Linked DNA regions of Sus scrofa: region 1 is linked to region 2. Evidence: chromatin contacts called from public Hi-C data. All regions are on one chromosome and are shown on one strand. Each heading gives the region's core, a stretch centred on a gene start, on an enhancer-like site or on the middle of the called end of the contact. The rest is flanking DNA. Distances are from core to core; before and after follow the strand shown.

What was found. Hi-C and Micro-C count contacts between places; a contact is called where the count stands out from the background.
Region 1: a contact with region 2 is called in a Hi-C map of liver, with 1.9 times the contacts expected there. The contact joins the enhancer-like site here to the promoter of SNTB1 in region 2. A contact is called at or near these places in 2 of 5 promoter capture datasets (fetal skeletal muscle and liver), 5 of 47 Hi-C or Micro-C datasets (alveolar macrophages, liver and skeletal muscle) and 1 of 2 datasets of contacts at active chromatin or transcription factors (skeletal muscle).

What each region holds. Positions count from the first base shown.
Region 1 is chr4:18,457,415-18,462,923 of Sscrofa11.1, forward strand. All of the region lies in intron 4 of SNTB1 (beta-1-syntrophin), which reads left to right. Among named protein-coding and RNA genes, the nearest start is that of MTBP, 150 kb to the right of the region's middle. Within about 2 kb of position 2,422, at least 4 of the 83 cell types and tissues checked have an H3K27ac peak or open chromatin away from gene starts, as enhancers often do. A contact at or near this core is called in liver, where this site is marked.
Region 2 is chr4:18,286,156-18,291,853 of Sscrofa11.1, forward strand. It overlaps SNTB1 (beta-1-syntrophin), which reads left to right and starts at 2,601. Exons shown (of 8, transcript XM_021088981.1): 1 at 2,601-2,735; 2 at 2,900-3,684. The coding sequence starts at 3,105.

The DNA.
Region 1 (5,509 bases), core at 1,172-3,671, 170 kb after region 2:
CTCAAAATTATCTTTTTTTTTTTTTAAGTTTGAGAACAATAGCACATTATTTTTTATGAAATATAGTTTAGGGCTTGATGTACCAAAAATAGACAAAATAGACGCTCCAGTGTCTCACTCACAGAAATGTTCTTCTTTGGTGCCCCAACTCCAGAAACCATACAAGTTCGAATAAATAATTTTCTTGATTTATTTGGGCTGCTATAACAAAATATTATGGACTGGGTGGCTTCTAAACAACAGAAATGTATTTTTCACAGCTCTGGAGGCTGGAAGTCCAAGATCAAGGTGCCAGCACACTCCGGTGAGGCCTGTCCTCTGGACTGCAGGCTTCTCGTTGTGTCCTCACATGGGGAAAGGGCAAGGAGTGAGGGGTTCTTCTGGAATATCTTTTGTAAGACCCGGATCCAATTCAGGTGGGGTCCATACCCTCATGATCTAGTCACTTCCCCAAAGCCCCAGCTCATAATACATCGTCCATTAGTTTTCAACGTACGAATTTTGAGGCGACACAAACTTGCAGACCATAGCAACAGTTAAACATTTGCTGAGCGCTTTGTGGTCATTTCATCTTCATTCCCTTTAACACTCCTGAGACCTCACTGATTCTATTCCATTTAACTTCCAGAGCACAGTTGAATTCTGTTCTCCCAGCGAGTGAGCACAAGGCAGTGTGCCCAGGTTAGAGGTGGGGACCCCGGGCTCTGCAGGGTCCACATTCTTTTTCTGAGGCACCATCGCAGGATGTCCTGCGTTGCCTCCTGGTTGTCATGGTGCAAAGTGCTCATTGGGATTCTGCCCAAAAAAGGTGTGATCGTTGAAAATAAAAGCTACTCTTTGAATTGTGCTGACAAGAAAGCAGATTCTCCGTGTTGGAATGATTGGTTTGACCTTTCATTTTTAAGTGGTTTTATGAAAATGTGAGCCCTGCATGCTCTGTAATTTTAAACATTGAATGTGCATTTTTCCCCCCTTCATTTTCAAACCAGACCTACAAAAATCAAGATAATTTTAAATACCCATGTAGGATCAGGTAATCATCTCTAAAATACCAACTGCTGCTAGTCTTTACCTCCTAGTTCCACTCTTAAAGAAAGGGAAGGGGCTCAGGATCCTATGTTGTCACTGCTGTGGCGTGGGTTCGATCCCTGGCCCGGGAACTTGCACATGGCTTCGGGTGCAGCAAAAAAAAAAGGAAAGAAAGGGAAACTGTTAGTAATAATAGCATGACAGTCCTACCTAAAATGTCCTATTAAATAATGACTTTGAAACATGACATATTTGGAGACCTGAGGCAGTCTTCCTTTTCTGATACTTTTTTTTTTTTTTTTTTTGCTCCTACTAGGGTTTGTTGTCCTCCAAGAAAAGGAGGTGTGTGAACAGTACTTATGTGCCAAATGACGCATTACAGGGGGGGATGATCTGAGAGACTGAAATTTGGGAAGAACAGTTTTTAAAGAGCTGTTCATTACTATATCCATTTAAGGAAGAAGTTAGTAGGAAGGAAAGAAGAAAACAGGAAAGAAGGAAGGAGAAATATATACTCACTTTACCTCCATTAGATTTGAACCAGCTTGTGTTATTCAGAGGATAAAAATAACCATTTAAAGAGACATGCTTAAAACTTTCACTTGGATCCCTGATGCATGGTATTTGATTCCTGGAAATATGGTGATGCTGCTTGGATGTTCAGGGCTCTCTTATTTTGGTGATAAATTCTTCATGTGAGTGGAAGGGCAAATCGATAACCATGAAGCCTCATGGGTCCTGCAAAAGGATTTTTTTCCCTCCTTCTCTCAATTTTTAATGAGGCCCCATATTTGTCGTCCTCCCCAGTGGCTACGTGGAGCGCCATGTGCTCAGCGTGGGCCGTGGAGCCGCTGCCAAGTTGCTGACCTGTGCATCTGAGGCGTCCTCAGCTGAGACACCAACCCAAGCTCCAACATATTGTGGAATCCATCATGTTGCTTCTAGGCTCTGATACTAATGAGCACCTAATGAGTTGCAGGGTGTAGGTATTAACCAGGGGCTCTGGCAGTGCTCTTGTTGGACACACAACGAGGTGGGGTTGGAAGGAGGGCAGTGAGACACCCAGTGCACTGATGTCTTAACAGACGTGAGCAATTAGGAAAGCTGTGCTGCAGAATGACTGTTTATTCGCTCATAGGAAGTAATAAGCCATCAAGAGGTGGCAAAACATGCTGTCTTATATCTTCTCTTAAATAATAAAAAACAAACACCCTGTACATCAGAGAGGTGCTTTATGAACTGTGAAATAGGGAAGAAAGTTGAAATGTTTAAAGAGTCAGGTAATAGCTTTTATTACTAAAGGGAAGCTGACTTCCAGCCCTGCTGTTGACTAACAATAGACTTAAGACCTTCGGGCCTGGCCATGTGGCACTGACCACAAGGACATTGGTGACATTCCAAGGCAGTGCTGTGTTGTCTCTTTTTTTGTTTGCTTTTTCAAGAGATGGCAGGCCAGTGCTGGGGTACAAAAGGGCATGCTTCTGTGGCCTTAGGAGATAGTTGTGTACAAAAATTTCTAGCAGCACATTCTGGGAGACATAATATGCCAGAGAAGGAATTGTGACTAATTTTTTATTGCACCCAGAGTGCTCAGCCACTGCTACTGATTCCTAGTTCAAGGCAGATCATTTGAACTGGTTAAGGACTTGAAAAAATTGATTGCAAATCCAGCCATGCTGAAAAAGATAGTTATTTAATTTTTTGGATAAGGCATCCCTTTCAAATTTGTTCCAACTGCCTTATTTTACAGATAAGGAAACTGAGGCAAAGAAAGGTAAATGGTGGAGTTCCCATTGTGGGACAGCAGGGTCGGTGGCGTCTGGACAGTGCTGGGATGCAGGTTCCACCTTTGGTCCAGTGCAGTGGGTTAAGGATCTGGTGTTGCCGTAGACGTGGCTTCGGTTTTGATTGCGGCTCTGATCTGACTGATCCCCAGCCAGGCATGAGCATTCCCCATGTGCTGCAGGGTAACCAAAGAGGGGGAAAAAAAAGAAGGAAAGAAAAGAGAAGAAAGAGCAGTAAATGACTTTGCACTTCATTGCACTGCTTCCCTTACCTGCAATATGAGAGTGGATAAACAGTGAACATCAAGCTCAAAAAACCCAGTTCTAATCCTTACTCTGTTCCTATGAGCTCTTTCTTCTTGGACAAACCACTGACAGTTTCTTTGAGCTCTCGCATCCAACCCTGATGCATGTGTAAGCTCTTTGTAAACCGTAGAGCACCATACAAATGCAAGCTATTATGATTATTTCCCAGACTGCTTTCCAAACTGTTAATACAGTTTAAAAGGAGTAACATGATAGGAAATGAAGGAGAAATGGAATCTATGACCAAATAACATTGAAAAAATGCTATACATTGCCTTAAATATTATATATTATTAAATATTCTGTATTAAATATTATACAAAATTTAAAGGCTGTATTAAAGGCTCTGAGATGTCTTGATATAAAGAAACCCATTTGACTGTGTTTGACATAGTGGTTCTAAAATCAGTCTCACCATTGTGATTCTCCCTCTTTACTCTGGAAGAAACAGATACAAAGAAAGTCATGTGTTTCTCTTGTATAAATGCCCATACATGTTATATTTACTTGTTTACCATCCCTGAGCCTCTGGTGCACAAGCAGCAGTGCTGGAGTGTTTCGCAAGAGTTTTGTAAGAAATTTCATCAGACTTTCCTGGAGAGGGAGTTCCCATCGTGGCCCAGTGGAAACGAATCCAACTGGAACCATGAGGTTGCAGGTTTGATCCCTGGCCTCGCTCAGTGAGGTTAAGGATGTGGTGTTGCCATGAGCGGTGGTGTAGGTCTCAGACACGGCTTGGATCTGGCATTGCTGTGGCTGTGGCATAGGCTGGCAGCTATGGCTCCGATTGGACCCCTAGCCTGAGAATCTCCATATGCCGTGGGTGCGGCCCTAAAAAGAAAAAAGAAAAAGAAAAAAGAAAAAAAAGAATTGCCTGGAGAGAGGATGCTGCTGATTAAAAATGCAAGTTCAGGGGTCTTAGCCCAAACCCACCAAATCGGGATCACCCGGTGGGTGGAGGGGGCTGGAAATCTGCATTTTCAGCGAGCTCCGCAGAGGTTCTGACGCACAGTAGACTTCAGTAGCCACCACTGTCCACCATGATGAGGAGAGCAAGGACTATGGCAGTCGTCTGCCTGGTGTGTGACCTTCCAGCTGCATGCCCAGGCCACCCACCTTCACATTTCTAAGCTCTGGTTTTCTTATCTGTGAAAGGGGTATAGTAACAACTTTGCAAAGGTTTTGTGAAGACTCAATGATATACTGTGTGCAAAGTGCTCACCACAACATCCATCTTAGTCCATTCGGGCCACTGGGCAAAATACCACAGACAGGGTGGCTTGAGAACAACAGAAATGTCTTTCTCACAGTTCTGGAGACTAGAGGGCCGAGACTAGGGTGCCAGTTTTGTCAGGCGGGGACCCGCTTCCAAGTCACAAACTTCTCCTTGTAGCCTCGCTGGACAGAAGCGGGAGGGGTCTCTGTGGGGTGGCTTTCATAGGACGGAAAACCCTCATCAGGAGACCTCTGCCTTTATCATGGAATCACCTCAGAAGTCTCCATCTCCTAATTCAACCAGAATTTGGATTTCAACATGCAAATTTTGGGGAGACAGACATTCAGATAGTAGCAATGTGTGATATAATGAGATCTTGTTAATAACAATAGTTTTTGGAGTCCCAGCTGTGGCACAGTGGGTTAAGAATCTGACTACAGGAGTTCCCATCGTGGCTCAGTGGTTAGCGAATCCAACTAGGAACCATGAGGTTGCCCATTCGATCCCTGGCCTTGCTCAGTGGGTTAAGGATCCAGTGTTGCTGTGATCTGTGGTGTGGGTCGCAGACAAGGCTCAGATCCCGTGTTGCTATGGCTGTGGCGGAGGCCAATGGCTACAGCTCTGATTCAACCCCTAGCCTGGGAGCCTCCATATGCCATAGGAGCAGCCCAAGAAATGGCAAAAAGACAAAAAGACCAAAAAAAAAGAATCTGACTACAGTGGCTCAGATCACTGCAGAGGTGTGGGTTCAATCCCCAGCCCAGCACAATTAAAGATCCAGCATTGCCACAGCTTTGGCATAGTTTGCAGCTGTGGCTTAGACTCAGTCCCTGGCCAAGGAACTTTCACATGCTGCCTGTGTGCCCATAATGATAATAATAATAATTACTGCTATCATCATCTTCATTATCACCATCATCATCAAGACCACTATACAAACTGGGGACATAAACATGGTCACTTTCCTGGAGTGTGCTCTGTCCAGTACTGGAGTTAAATGTTAGCAGTTAACTACAGACACCATATGTGCTACAGGGGAGGTGACTGAAATCAAATGGAAACTCAGTGATTGACTGGAGGGACTCGTAGAAGGCTCCACACAGACAATATTTGAGCTCAACCTGAGGTAGATGTTTTCTACATAAGAAGCAAACAATCTCACTAATAGAGGGAA
Region 2 (5,698 bases), core at 1,351-3,850:
AAATGTGGTAAGTTTGTCTTTGAGAGTCAACATCACTGATCAGACACCAGATACGCAGACCTATCTGAGGGTTAACAGGGCTTCTAGGCCAGCAAGACCACAGGTGTCCTCAGTTTCAACCTATTAGCATGACTAAAGGAAAGAATGTACCAATTAGGAGAGGGCAGCATGTCCTCTAACCTGGAAAGCAGGGGAGGCCAGGAGACAATAGCTGGGCCGAACCTTTCTACAGGTATCTAGGGCAAGGGTCTTAATCCTCCCTGTCTCCCTAAGGATGGGAAGGTTGGCTTCCGTGCAAGGTGAACTCTACAGCTAACACGTTCTAAGCATTTTTAGGAGATGATGGTTCAAAGTCCAAACTCTTTCTACCTGGGTTCATATCGTGACTCTGCCTTTTTTAAAATATATATATATATATATTTTTGCTTTTTGGGCTGCAGGTGCAGCATATGAAAATTCCCAAGCTAAGGGCAAATCAGAGCTACAGCTGCTGGCCTACACCACATCCACACCACCACCAGATCTGAGCCACATCTGCAACCTACACCACAGCTCATGGCAATGCCAGATCCCTGACCCACTGAGTAAGGCCAGGGAGCAAACCTACATCTTCATGGATACTAGTTGGGTTCATAACCCACAGAGCCACAGTGAGAACTCCTGACTCTGCCATTTATCCACTACATGAGCAGGGCAAGTTTTTAAATCTGTACCCCCATTCTTCCACCTGTGAAACAGGAGTGATGATAATAGCAAGTATCCCTAAGAACAACTGGGAGGATTAAGTTAATACCTGTAAAGCACTTAGAATAAGGGTTGTTATTTTAATTCCATTGGCAAAGCCATCTCTGGCTGACATGCATGCCTCAGGCCTGATGATATTGAATATTTGCCTTCGCTTCCTCTGATGCCACTTTCAGCAAGCAACCTACTCCTTCCCATGTAGGTTTGCTCACCCGGAAAAAATGTGCTTATCACAGAGATTCTGAGAAATTCCCATCCCAGAGCTTGCAATTTCTTACAGCAAATCGATAAATTACTTCTGGTTATGCCTGGGCCTCTAGCATCACTTGACCACAGAGACAAGACACAGGTGTAATGGGAATGGACGATTTCAGTCCAGGAGCAGATGTTTTGATTTCTAAATCATCGCCCTGGCATTCCGGTGCCTGTCTCCACCTCGGTGCTTTTGGGTTAGAACACAGACACTCAGGCTCTGATTTTCCTGCAGAGCGATGTGTGTGTGCAAGTCCTTAGTCTCTAAAGCAGAGGGCAGCCTCAGCTGGTTTTACCACCCAATACCGTGGTCCCACCCCTCATAGCTCCTTGACTGATCCTGGTACTGCTGTCCCTGGGTACCTTTACCTGAATGAATAAAGAGCTTCCGGAACACTGGTTAGAAATATAGGCAATAAGGATTCTGTAAGTAGAAGTATAAACCTAAGAGTTTCTCATGACCTACCTGTAGTGACTTATAAAAAAAAAAAAAAAGAAAGAAAGAAAAATCCAAATGTTTTCATTTCATTTCTGGCACCTGCCTGGAATACCAACCACCCAGGCTCTGGAGATTGGGAATTGCTCTGTGTTTTTAAACATTCACAATTAAAAATGTGAGTCATTTGAGAAGGGTTAGAGAACTTTCAATGATGCTGTTCATCAGCTCAGTGGCAATGTGTTCAATAAGATTTCTTTCCTCCTGACACCTTGCTGGGTTGCATTTACCTTTAGGAATTCTCTGATTTGTGAATTTGGGTTTGGTTTGGTTTCAAAGAAAGCACAGAAAGAAGTGGAAAGGAAGGTAGATGAGATGAATGAAACACTTCCAGAGCTCCCTGAGATGTGCATAGGGTGGAGGACCCCTGAGAGTTTCCAGGACCAGGAGGATTCTGGGAGATTCATCTAAGACATGTGTTGGCACTTCTGGATTGGCCTGGGAAGATAACCAATAATTTATAATATCGTTTCCCAGGAAAAAGCAGCTTGAGTTCCAAGTCACTCAGAAAGGAACTTCTGAGATAACAATCCATTGCAACCGAGTTCTTAAATAGTGGACTTTTTTCTATTGGACCCAGGGAAGACAGACAAAGTCCCAGGAAGCATTTGGCGTGGCATTGCTGGGGCGGGAGAGGATAGATCAGGAGCAGAGAGCATGTAATGTACTAGGGCAGGAAGAAAAATTGTCCCTGGGGTCTGGGGCCAACAGTGACCTGCTGAAAACCGCAGCCATAGAGACACCTCTTCAGAGACCTAGCAGAAAAGATGTCCTGCATTTAAGGAGAAGTTTCCCTGCACTGGGGTTATGCTGACATTTCATCCTGGGTTCCTGGGACAACCTTCCCTCTTGCCTTTCAGGGAACCCAGGCTGTCCGTCTGGTCTGAGCCCACCTGAGAGCCTCTGCGGAAAGGAGAGACAGGTAAGAACCGAAGCCAAGACTTGGCTTTTGGAAGCCAGAGTGAAGAGACTAGACCCAATTAGGGGTTAGGGCGGAGAGACCGTTCGACAGAGGGTGTGATAGGGGGCTTCAGAGCATCCAGTGAGCGGACCAAGGCAGGACACCCAGACCGTGCGGGGTGCGGAATAGGCGCCGAGGGAGAAGGGTGAGTGGACGAGAGACGGCTGGGGGCGGGGTGGAGGGAAGCTGTCCCTGCGGCGACGTGCGCTCAGAGCACGGAGGCGGGGAGGGTCTGAGAGGACGCGCGGCGTGTGACCGCCGAGGCTGCGGCGGCTGGAACAGGTGAGCGGCCGCCAGGCGCTGGGTCCCCGCCCTTCCCGGCGAGGGACTCCCCCTCCGAACCTCCCCCGCGCTTAGCTGTTTCGCGGCTTCCCTTGGGTTTGGGGTTTTGCAACTGGCAGCTGGCTGCCCCCCTCCACTGTTTCTGTCTCTCCTTCTTCTTTTAGGTAGCTCCACCCCGCCCGGGATCAGGCCAGGGGGAAGCTGCCGACTGCGGCTGCCAACTCGCGCCGGGCGCTCCAGCGAAGTCGCGGAGCGGAGTCCCGCGTCCCGCCTCCTCCCTGCCGGGCGCGCTCTCCTCGCTCCCCGAGCAACCCTTCCCCACTTTTCCCCCCTTTTGCAATCGCACGGCATTTTAAGAATGCCGGAAAGATGGCGGTAGCAGCGGCGGCGGCAGCGGCAGTGGCAGCGGGGCCGGCCGGCGGGGGAGGCGGCCGGGCGCAGCGGAGCGGGCTGCTGGAAGTTTTGGTGCGGGATCGCTGGCACAAAGTTCTGGTGAACTTGAGCGAAGACGCCCTGGTTCTGAGCTGCGAGGAAGGCGCTGCGGCGTACAACGGCATCGGGACCGCCACCAATGGCTCGTTCTGCAGGGGCGCCGGCCCCGGGCACCCAGGCGCAGGCGGCGCGCAGCCCCCGGACTCTCCCGCCGGGGTCCGCACCGCCTTCACCGACCTGCCGGAGCAGGTGCCCGAGTCCATCTCTAACCAGAAGCGCGGCGTGAAGGTGCTGAAGCAGGAGCTGGGCGGGCTGGGCATCAGCATCAAGGGGGGCAAGGAGAACAAGATGCCCATCCTCATCAGCAAGATCTTCAAGGGGCTGGCGGCGGACCAGACCCAAGCCCTGTACGTGGGCGACGCCATCCTGTCTGTGAACGGGGCCGACCTGCGGGACGCCACCCACGACGAGGCGGTGCAGGCGCTGAAGCGCGCTGGCAAGGAAGTGCTGCTGGAAGGTGAGGGGTTAACGCTGCGCGGGCTGCCTGGGATACGCACACCCCAACCGCCTCCTCCCGCCGCATCCTCACACCCACCCACGTGCCGCCACACCCCAGGGGACCGCCGGGCGCGGGTGGCGGAGTTTTGACAACTTTGACCCACTTGGGGGCCACTTGTCCCCACCTGCGAGGCGTTGACCCAGCAGAGGTGTAGGCAAAGTCTCGGTGAGCAGGGTTTCTTGAGTTCGTGTTCTGTGCAGAGCACGGGGTCGGAGGCGTAGTTCACGTAGTCTCAGTTTTACGGGAGCCAAATCTAAGCGTAGCTTAGGGGCCCCAAGTAGAACTGGCCATGAAGGGGGCACGTCCACGTTACAAAGCCAGCTCACTGAGTAATCGCAACTCTGACAGTTTTCTGCTTTGGCAGTTTTCTTCTCTGAAGCCTGGGCAGCCCAGCTAAAAGGGTCGAAGCTCAGAAGGGCCAGAGAGGGGTGGTAATGTGTGCGTGCTAAAACTCCCACCACCCTTCCCGACTGCCCTTTCAAACTGGAAACTGGCCTTCTGGCTGGGGCGTTGTGCCAACGGCTGGGGAGTGTGTTGCAGCTTTATGCAAAAGTTCACTTATGCTGCCAGGTGTTTGGCCGGTCAGTCTGGATTCCAGGTTGCTTTGGGCGGAGGGCTGGTGAGGTGGCTTTTCTGCCTGCATTTTCCCAGTGTTTCCCCCCCCCCTCAGAGTTGTGGTGTGGAAACAACTTTGCATTTGTAAACAGTTTTCCTTGCCTGCGAGGTGTCTAAGAAACTACTCTCTTAAGATCTGATGTGTCCATTCCCCTAGTTACCAAATGTGAATAGAATGAGTAGCACCTTTTGTACCCGTTGGCGGCTGTGTGGTGTTGTGTAGGGAGAAGGGCAGTAGGCGAGTAAGGGGTAATGCGTTCTCCTTTTCCACTACAGCTGCCATTTTCACTTGCTGTCTGCCTCTCTGCCCCCTTACCTAGCTTTGTACACACCTCTGGCAGCACTAACATCATGTAAATATCTATTTACTCAGCCTCCCGCCAATGTGGATTGAGTTGTCTGGGGGGTCCTATATTTGGTTATGGGTCATCTCCCTTGAACTCCATGACATATGTGCTGAGTCAAGGAAGAAATGAACCCATGGCCATTGAAACTGACTGTTTCAACTGAGACTTGTAAGTGGTGGTTGATCTAAACTGAGAACTTAAGTCAGTTTCCTGCTTAGATGCTGGTGTGTGAAACAGAAAGTTCAAAGTTGGGAAAGGGACTCTGTTCCCTGCAACAGCTGATGCAATTCTGTGGTATGTGATGGCCCACCTCCTGGCCTAGAATACAGAAGGGATTTTTTTTTTACCCCCTTATTTGTCTAGAGGATTTGTGATGTCTTCATATTTAATTGCCACCTGGGATCCAGAAAGTAGAAGGCTATTTGCTTTGGCTTGATGATTAACATAGTAAACAGAAAAAAGTTTTCTTGATTCAAGTGTGGGTTGGCCTGTGTGACAAGGGGCAGGTGGGATCTGAAGCAAGTGTAGTTTGGACTATACACAGCTAGACACCTGCTCAGCTTGCAATATTTACTGCAAAATATCAGGGGGCACAAAAGGCAGGTCATTTCTGTTTCAGGCACTGCCCCTCATTGTGTCCCTTCTTCTAAGTTTCAATTTAATGAATAATGACTTAGCAAAGGGGTTTAAAAAAATTAACCAACTCTCTCACCCCAAAAGAGGAAGAAAATGTGACTCCCTACAGTTGAAAGTAAACTTAGACAAAAGAAAAAAAATTTTTCAAGCAATCATCTGACGGTATTGGTGCAGCAACTGAAAAGTGAGTTTCATTAAAACCTCTTAAACATAACATCCTTACAATGGACTGTTATGTGTTCCAGGCAGGACCTCTAGGGGAAGACCTCTGGGTTTCCTAGATGTGAAGCTATGGGCTTGGGGCTGCAGTCTTATTTCCAGCCCAAGTCTTCAGAAATCAACTGCTATTAGGATAAACCAGTAGATCTCCCCTC